Regions from separate parts of the Gossypium arboreum genome. Here region 1 is linked to region 2. A link is a contact called in public Hi-C data. All regions are on one chromosome and are shown on one strand. Each heading gives the region's core, a stretch centred on a gene start, on an enhancer-like site or on the middle of the called end of the contact. The rest is flanking DNA. Distances are from core to core; before and after follow the strand shown.

Region 1 (4,392 bases), core at 483-2,982, 340 kb before region 2:
AGTAGTCGAACCCTGAAATAGGGGAGACTTTAACTAATAAACTGTACTAATTGACCCAACCAAAAATTCTAGAAAAAAAAATTAGTAAGTAGACATATGAGTCTAGTTTCAGGGAAAATTTACGGAATTGGATTTCGAGTTTTGTAGCTCGAGATATGATTTTTTTTTAAACCAGGACTCTAGAAAACAACCTGCCCTGAATATGTTATTATATACTAGTATGATTGTTTTACTTTGATAAATTGAATATCAATTTCGTACTTACTTACTAAGCTATATGCTTACCTTCTTTTCTTTTTCTTGTCTTATAGAATTACTAAGCCAGCTCGAGATTTGGAGATCGTCGGAGACTCATCCACACTATCAAGACTTTTTGGTATTTTATAAACACTATTTTGGAATTATGGCATGTATAGAGGGCTAAACCATTTTGTTATGTGTCATAAATAATTTGTTTTAAAATATTACTTTTCAAAATTTGATAATTTACTTGTACTTATGTATATCTGTTAATGTTATCTATTTTTGTTCAAGCTAGAGGAATTAATTACGTAAGATCAGGTAAATGTGTGAATTCATGTTTTCGTGATCTGTAATATTCCGTACCTTGTTCTGGCTTAGAACATGGGTAAGGGGTGTTACAAAGGGAATTTGGAATGGAAAAGAAGAGAGAAAGTGGAGAGAAAAGAGAAAAGATTTGAATGCTTGAGGTGTGTTTCAAATGACCAGCCTAAGGGGGTTTTTATAGCTAAAGAGGGCTACTAAAAATAGCTAAAATTATCAACCAAAGAGCTTTGGCCGGCCACACATGTGGCAAGGTTGATAGTTTCAACTTTGCTAATTTAGGCTTGGGGCAAATCTATAAAGCCACCAATTGTGGAGGGGTTTGTTTGCAACTTGAACAAGTCTTCAAAGGCCTCTTTGTAAGCTAAATAATCAGCCAATAAGCTGATTTGGGTCAGCATATGGACGGTTTTGGGCTGTCCACTTCTTGGTTAATTCGGTTCACTCGGTTCGGCTCAACTGGACCACTTTTTAATAATTAATTAATAATAATTTATTTAATCCAAATTAAATTGGATATAAATTGAAATTAATTATATTATGAAATAACACATAAGTTGGACCATCTTTAGCTGAAAAATTCAGTCGTCTTGATGCTTCAAAAATTACTTTTCGATTTTGCGCTTCTAGTAGTGTCTGTCAAGCTAACTTTCGTCCTTTGTGCAAATCTGTCGAAAATGATCAAAATTAATCAAAATTTATTATAAAATTATTTAAAATTCATTATGTTAATAATTTAAGTCCAAAATAATTATTTTATAATAATTATATATTTTTCGACAATAATTTTACTGAAACTGCATGAATTTAAGTGTGTATATTTTTGTGTTTCCACTCGTACCCTATTTCGGCATCGAATACGGGTAAGAGGTGTTACAGTTTCTCCTAAAATGATGCTATAAGGTGACACACCATCTTGTGCCATTAATGGCTAATGACAGTTTAGTAATCTAAATGTAATAAATCAATAACGTTAGTGAATATATTGTAATTTTCAAAAACATTAGTGATCACATTGTAATTTGTTAAAGTTCAATGATAAAAATGCAATTTGAACTATTCCAAAGTGACTAAATGCGTAGTTTATCCTTTCATAAATTTTGGATTTTTTTTATACTTTTTCAAAAAAAAATAATAGGAAAATTCCCTAATCCCCAATACAACCGTATACATACATGGAAGATAACGGAATGGGGTTTAGTTTACACTGTGAACCATACTCCAGTTTCCAGTTCAACCATCACTCTATTGTCTTCCCTTGAAAACTCATGAAAATTTTAATTTTTAACAATCTATCGACCAAAAAGTAATAGCAATTAAAAGTAGAAGAACCAGAAAAATAAAAAATGTCTGCTTTTCATGTCTCAAAGTTAATCATTACTTCGCAAGCCTCAGCAACTCATCCAAAATTTCCCCCTTTTTCTGTTTTCAGAAAATCTCTATCATTCCCTCACTCTGTTTCTCAGTGCCAAAGGAAAATTGCAACCTTTGTTTCTTCAAAATCATCAGAAGCTGGGGAGTTGCCGACCGCTGAAGATGAGTGGCTCAGCAGACTCCCGGATAAGAACAAGCCACTTTACTCTCACAGCTTGCCTTGCATTGAAGCATGGCTTAGGAGCTTAGGGTTTTATCAAAGCAGAGAGGACCGTGCTGTTTTGTTGATTGAAAAACCTGATTGGCATGCCCAGTTATCTCTTGATATCACTGAACTTTATATAAGGTAAATTTATGGCCTCTTTTAGGATTTTTAAAGCGATTTTCTTTGTCTAGTATTTTTTTTTTCCATTTTAATTTGAGATGGGTATGTTTATTTTGTTGATCGTTGATTGAGTTTAAAGAATTTCTTCTGTTAAAGGTAAAGTTTTGTGGCGTCTTCTTTTTCTTTTCCTGCTAAAGGTTGATGTGTTTAGTTTCTATTTTGGAGCAAACATTCTGTTACTTCTAATAACTACCATAAGCGAACATATAATTTCTAAATTGCAGCTATTGCATCCATGTATAGAATAAGAAGGTTTCATTTAATATTGTTGTGATTAATGTGAAATACTAGCAATAGAGGTTGATAATGACAAATTTTAGTTGACTTGACCAAGTTCTATTTGGTTAAACAGAGCAGGCATTCAAAAAGTAGTGATTAAGGATAGGGATAAAGTTTGGAAGGTCTGGCCATTTCTACTTTCTACAAGTGTTAGCAGGATATCATAATCATTGCTGCAAGGATGCTGGTCATGCTTCCCGCTTGCATATCAACCTTAGCATTAGACTTAGGAAGCAAAAAACCATGAATGTTAATCCCCTTCTTACAGTTCTTTCTTGCACTGTATCTCGTTTTTGCATAAATTAAGAGAGTGGGATAGAAGTCCATAAACTAAGAGAAAAAAAGATATGGTGGAAAATTGATGCTCTTGGTTAGAGAGAATGAGCAAAAGATTTTGGATGTTAACTATAGGTCCTCTTTTAGATGAGGCTTAAGTCCCTCTAGATCTTGGCTGATATATACATATCATTGGTTCTTAGGGTGAATCAAGCCTTATCTTCCTCTGAGATGAACTGCTAAAGGAATCATTTCTGTTTAGTGAATTCATTAAGACCTTTAAACACAATTGACCTTGCTGCATTTGATCGCTTGATGATCCTGGTGTAATTTAATTAAATGCCCCAAACATTATATATATATATGGGGAGGGGGGATTGGAAGGGAAATGAATAAAAATAAGTGAAAAGTGTTATACATCATTCTTCCCAACCTCATCCAAAATTTTATCTATGATTGGGCTGAGAAGATTGTATCATGTGCGGCAGGTACTTGAAGAGTGGACCTGGGAATCTCGAAAGAGACGTGGAAAGGAGATTTAGTTATGCATTGAGTAGAGAGGATATTGAAAATGCAATACTTGGGGGACCATAAAGACCTATAATTAGTTCCTCTTCATGTATAACTTCATTACAGCAGTTGCATAGTGTTTTAGATGTCAAATACTTTATCCACTTGCTAAACTTTGAGGATATCAGAGCACTGCAAATTTCTGATCTTATGCGTTTTATCCTTTTCTGGTTGTTATTTTTCCACCCATTTTTTTCATATCCGTCTTGCTGTGATGACATAGTGATCTTGTCCTAGTTTCTTGGATTGTGCTGAGCAAGTTAAGGGCATTTTACAAGTAAATTGTCATGGATTTCAGATTGAAAGATACATAGTCCGTTGTTATTATGATGCTTATTTTTCCTATTTTCCGAATATGTGCCACTGTGATAACAGTACAATCTGCAAACAGTGCACGAATAGTCTTTTGTAAAATCAAGTCAGTTGCATTATCAATGGATGCAGCTGCTTCATCAAGCACCAAGATTCAACTTCTCATGCTCCAATTTGATCCATCTTGCACAACTGCACGACAACTTGGTCACCATAAAAGGGTAGGTCCTTCAGTATTATTCCCATCTTGTGCCCTCCTTGAAATATGCAACTAATGACTCAAAGAACTAATGGTGCATGAGGCCGATATGTGATCTGTTCCAAGTAAGTTTTCTCAGTATACAGACTGGTGCTGTATAATAGAAGTTAACTCTATAATGCATAAGCAAAGAAATATGATACCAGCAAATCACAGATATCCACTTTATTCACAGCAAGCCAATCGGATGGAGGAGGATTCTCCTCTATCAATTCAGGGGTCTCGCTTGTTATATACATGTATTGATTAAGCTTTTCTAGTAATTTGCTATGATGCGTTGGTTTTGAACTGGAAATACAAGGGACAAATTCATATGGAATTATCCGGTAGCTTAATATTGTTCGAAGACTTTTGTCTCTTAAAAGAATTTTCT
Region 2 (4,031 bases), core at 135-2,634:
AAAATTAAATACTAAATTTAACTTATCTATTTAGTATATTACTTAAAATATTTAAGTACAAAATATAATTAAAATTTAGTAAATGTAAATTTTAAATTATGAAAATTTTATTTTACATTTTCATCTTTAAATTTGTTAAAGCATTTCAAGTTAGTTTAAACAAAGCAAAAGTTTAAATGTGAAATGTTTAAAAGATAATGCCAAAAGAAATAAATTAAAATAAAATTTTCTTCAATAAGATATTGTTTACTTATTATTTTCACATTTTTATAAAAGAAAATTATATTAAGTGGTTTTGATCATCATCATAAATTTTGTTTATAAATTTAAATAACTGAAAATGTTAATTTTGAGTTTTTTTTTCAATGGGGAATTAGGTTTTAGTATTGTTGGTTAAGATGGAGTTTTTAGGTTTTGAGTACTCGTATTCAAGCTTTGTCATGTGTAATTGCGATATGTGAGGTTTCAGTTTCAACATATTTATCTACCATGGATGGAATTTATTTTATTTTGTTTATTGATTGTGCTTCATAATTGGTTTAATTTTACATTATATTTGTTTGGACATATATTTATACTTGTATTGTATTTATATTTGTAATAGTTAAACTTAAATTCTATTTTTCTTAACGGGTTAATAAAACTTTATTTAGAGCCATAAACAATGTTAAATAGACAACTTTTGAAATGAAAAATGCTTTTGTACCTAAACTCAAAAGCATTTTTAGTTTTTGGATGTGGGAAAAATACTTTTGGAGTCAAATGACTTATGTATTTTAAGTAATATTTAAATTACCTATACAATTATTTTCTTATCAAAGTTTATTTCAAATATATTACATTATATATTTAAATATGTAATTATTATACTTTAATATTTAAAATATAATTTATATATTCAAATTAAATTTTACAAATAAATAATTATTAATAGTAATTAATTTAAAATATTCATCATTTATATTTTATATATCAATAATAAGTTATAATAAATCATTTTAAATTCTTATTGAAATCTAATAATGTTAACTAATTTGAATATTATTTAAACACAAATTTTACTTTATAGTATTATGTCTAATATGAACATTTTATTTCTTAAAAATAATTTTTAAAATAATATTAAAAATTAAATCTGAAATTAAAATATTTAAAATATTTTTCAAAAACAATTTTTCTAAATATTAGTATTTTTCAAAAGTAGTCGTAAATAATTCTCCAGTTGCACGTTTTTATATTCCACAGCAACATGGGCACCAAAGTTTAAGAATCCGAAGACGCTGCCTTAGTGGCCAAAAGGCCCAAAACGAAAAGAAAAACCGCTGCCTCGGGTCGGGTAAAGTCCGGTCCTTTCGTTTCTCAAGAAAAGTAATATAAGAAGTGAAAATACAATCCAATCCAATCTCTCCTTCCCGAATACATAACGCCCATCGGCGCCAAAAGCCCAGGACGATGCCCATCCCTTAATAAAACCAAAACGAATTTAATGACAGACGGAAAATCTACCATACCAATTTATCTCAAATTCCTTGAAGCCCTAACTTAACGAACTTCAGAAGTTTCCACGGATTTTCTCATTAGTTTCTTTTTGTTTTCAGGTTTATTTTATTCCCTTAATTTCATTGCATTTTCCTGGTTTTGATTGATCTATGTATATATTTCGATTTTGAATTAAACATATATATTTTTTGGCATCTAGGGTTTCTGGTCTGTCTTCTCTTGCCAAAAATTTTTAGAGGGGTTGATTTCCGACCGGGATGGCCTCGGTATCAAGTCAGCCGCAGTTCCGTTACACTCAACCCCCATCTAAGGTGCTGCATTTGAGAAACTTGCCATGGGAGTGTACGGAGGAAGAGTTGATCGAGCTGGGGAAGCCATTTGGTAAGGTCGTTAACACCAAGTGCAATGTTGGAGCCAATCGTAATCAAGCTTTCATTGAATTCGTAAGTTTAATCAGATTTTTTTTTAAAATTCTGGTCAAATTTCTTCCACCATATTAATGAAGTTAGTAATTAAATATATGTTTTTGTTTACCCTTCTTAGGCTGACTTGAATCAAGCTATTGCCATGATATCGTATTATGCTTCATCTTCAGAGCCTGCTCAAGTAAGGGGTAAAACGGTCTACCTGCAATATTCTAACAGGCAAGAAATTGTAAACAACAAAACGACTGCAGATGTTGCCGGGAATGTACTGTTGGTAACAATCGAAGGTCAAGATGCACGGCTTGTTTCCATAGATGTATTGCACTTGGTAAGGATGGCGTATGTCTCTTCTCCTTTTTGTTTAGAAGGGTGTGAAGTTACTATTTCTAAGTTGTTGTTTGATATGAGTTCATGTAATAACTAGGGTTGTGTAGTTTTTGTCACGCTCTTTTGGAGAAAAGCTTTTGTGTTTTGACATGAGTGTGAATGGATCAGCAGGATCATGTCAAGGGAATAATCTCCAATGGCAGCTTAGTGCATCGTGAGAAAGAGAACATGTGTGTTTGTCTCCTTTCTCCTTTCCTTAACACTGCCTCTCTCTTCCTTACTCTTCCTTACTTACCTCCTATTCCTACCATTTAGGATTTGTTTTTCATTTCTTCTTCATGTGCATCCATCACCCTTGGACTTTTTAGATGTTTGGTGTCACTATGTTTTTTGTTTGTGCTGCTACTGCCAATGAAGTTTGTGCTCCATTTACATTTTTTTTTTGCATATATGGTCTGTATTATATATTTGTTCGATATAATAGTTGCTAGTTTTGCTGAGTGTCAAAATCGTCACTCCTCATTGAACATGAACAAGGTAGTAAAGTGCTTCAGATTTCTTGGCTATGTGAAGCAATGTCCAAACAATTGTCTAAGACCCTGAATTGATGGTAGCATTAAGGGAGGTGCATGCTTTGGTGCATAAGGCACTGTCTTATTAGAACAAAAGGTGCTTAAGGCAAGTGCCTCCCTGAACTGGTAGTTCTTTTTAGAAACTTTGATTAGGCAGCCAATCATCCATGTAACAGGCTTTGGTTCTTGTCCATTGTGCCCTTTATTCACAGAATTGGACTGTCATCATCATTAGCTTGTGAAAGATTGAAAGATCCTTCTGTCTGTTTCTGCTCATGCTAACATATTTATCTTTCCCCATTTTGGGATAAAACTTTATTTATAATTATTAATATAAGCTCTCAATGATATAGGAGTAATATGAGGCAGCTAGTTGTCACAGTCTCAGTTTTCTCTTTTTATTTTCTATACATCTGTTTTTAGGAGTTAATTGTTTGCCTGGATATAGTTCTACTAAAGAACCAGGTTATTTATCTTAGGTACGTTCCAACTTTTTATAGAGATGAGTGGTCTATGTATATATTTGCGCTATATACATGCATATATAAATATATATCAAAATCTTTTACAATTAGGTGCCTATCGTTAGTCCTCAGTTAGCGGTATCTTCTTTCTGCCTGGGGTTAGCCTGATTCTGATTCTAGAATCTGGTGCTTATAGCAACTTTTGCCTTTGACATCCTCCTTCATGGGCTTTAATGATTAAAACCCTAGAGCAATTAATATCTGTCCCCTAGTCTGCAGTTTGCTGCAATTTATTTGAAGCAGGTAGAGACTGGAGATTTACATTTTATCCTTAGGGAAGAATGGTGATTGAATTAGTTTCTTAACTTATAAGTTGAGAGAATTGTTATTTTATAGAACTTGATAAAAAATGAAATTTGAGCAGTCTGATCTGTAGCCTGGTTTTATTTGTAAATTTCTGAGGTTTCATAGAACTCCTTCGTTGGTTTTTTCATCCTCACTCTTTTCATCTTTTGCGGCGTTCCACCATCCCGGTGAAATTAATTTAGCATGTCCTGATCTTGTCAATTTCCTTGTAAAATCTGAGTTTCTCAAACTGTAGTCTGTTAATAAGTTCTATTGTTGTCTCCATGCTGAATGTTGTGGATATGTTAACTTATCTCTATTCCTTATTTTCTGGCAAACCTTTTACAGAACTGAAGATCGGAATTGCTTTTTGGAGTGCTTTTGCTTGATTTTTGTTA

What was found. Hi-C and Micro-C count contacts between places; a contact is called where the count stands out from the background.
Region 1: a Hi-C map of leaf shows a contact between it and region 2, with 2.4 times the contacts expected there. The contact joins the promoter of LOC108468040 here to the promoter of LOC108461270 in region 2. A contact is called at or near these places in 2 of 5 Hi-C or Micro-C datasets (both in leaf).

Annotation. Positions count from the first base shown.
Region 1 is chr8:75,914,592-75,918,983 of ASM2569848v2, reverse strand. It overlaps LOC108468040, which reads left to right and starts at 1,732. Exons shown (of 2, transcript XM_017768891.2): 1 at 1,732-2,284; 2 at 3,367-3,775. The coding sequence starts at 1,911. The coding sequence ends at 3,472.
Region 2 is chr8:75,574,316-75,578,346 of ASM2569848v2, reverse strand. LOC108461270 (polypyrimidine tract-binding protein homolog 2-like) reads left to right here and starts at 1,384. Exons shown (of 11, transcript XM_017761062.2): 1 at 1,384-1,598; 2 at 1,700-1,943; 3 at 2,044-2,253. The coding sequence starts at 1,758.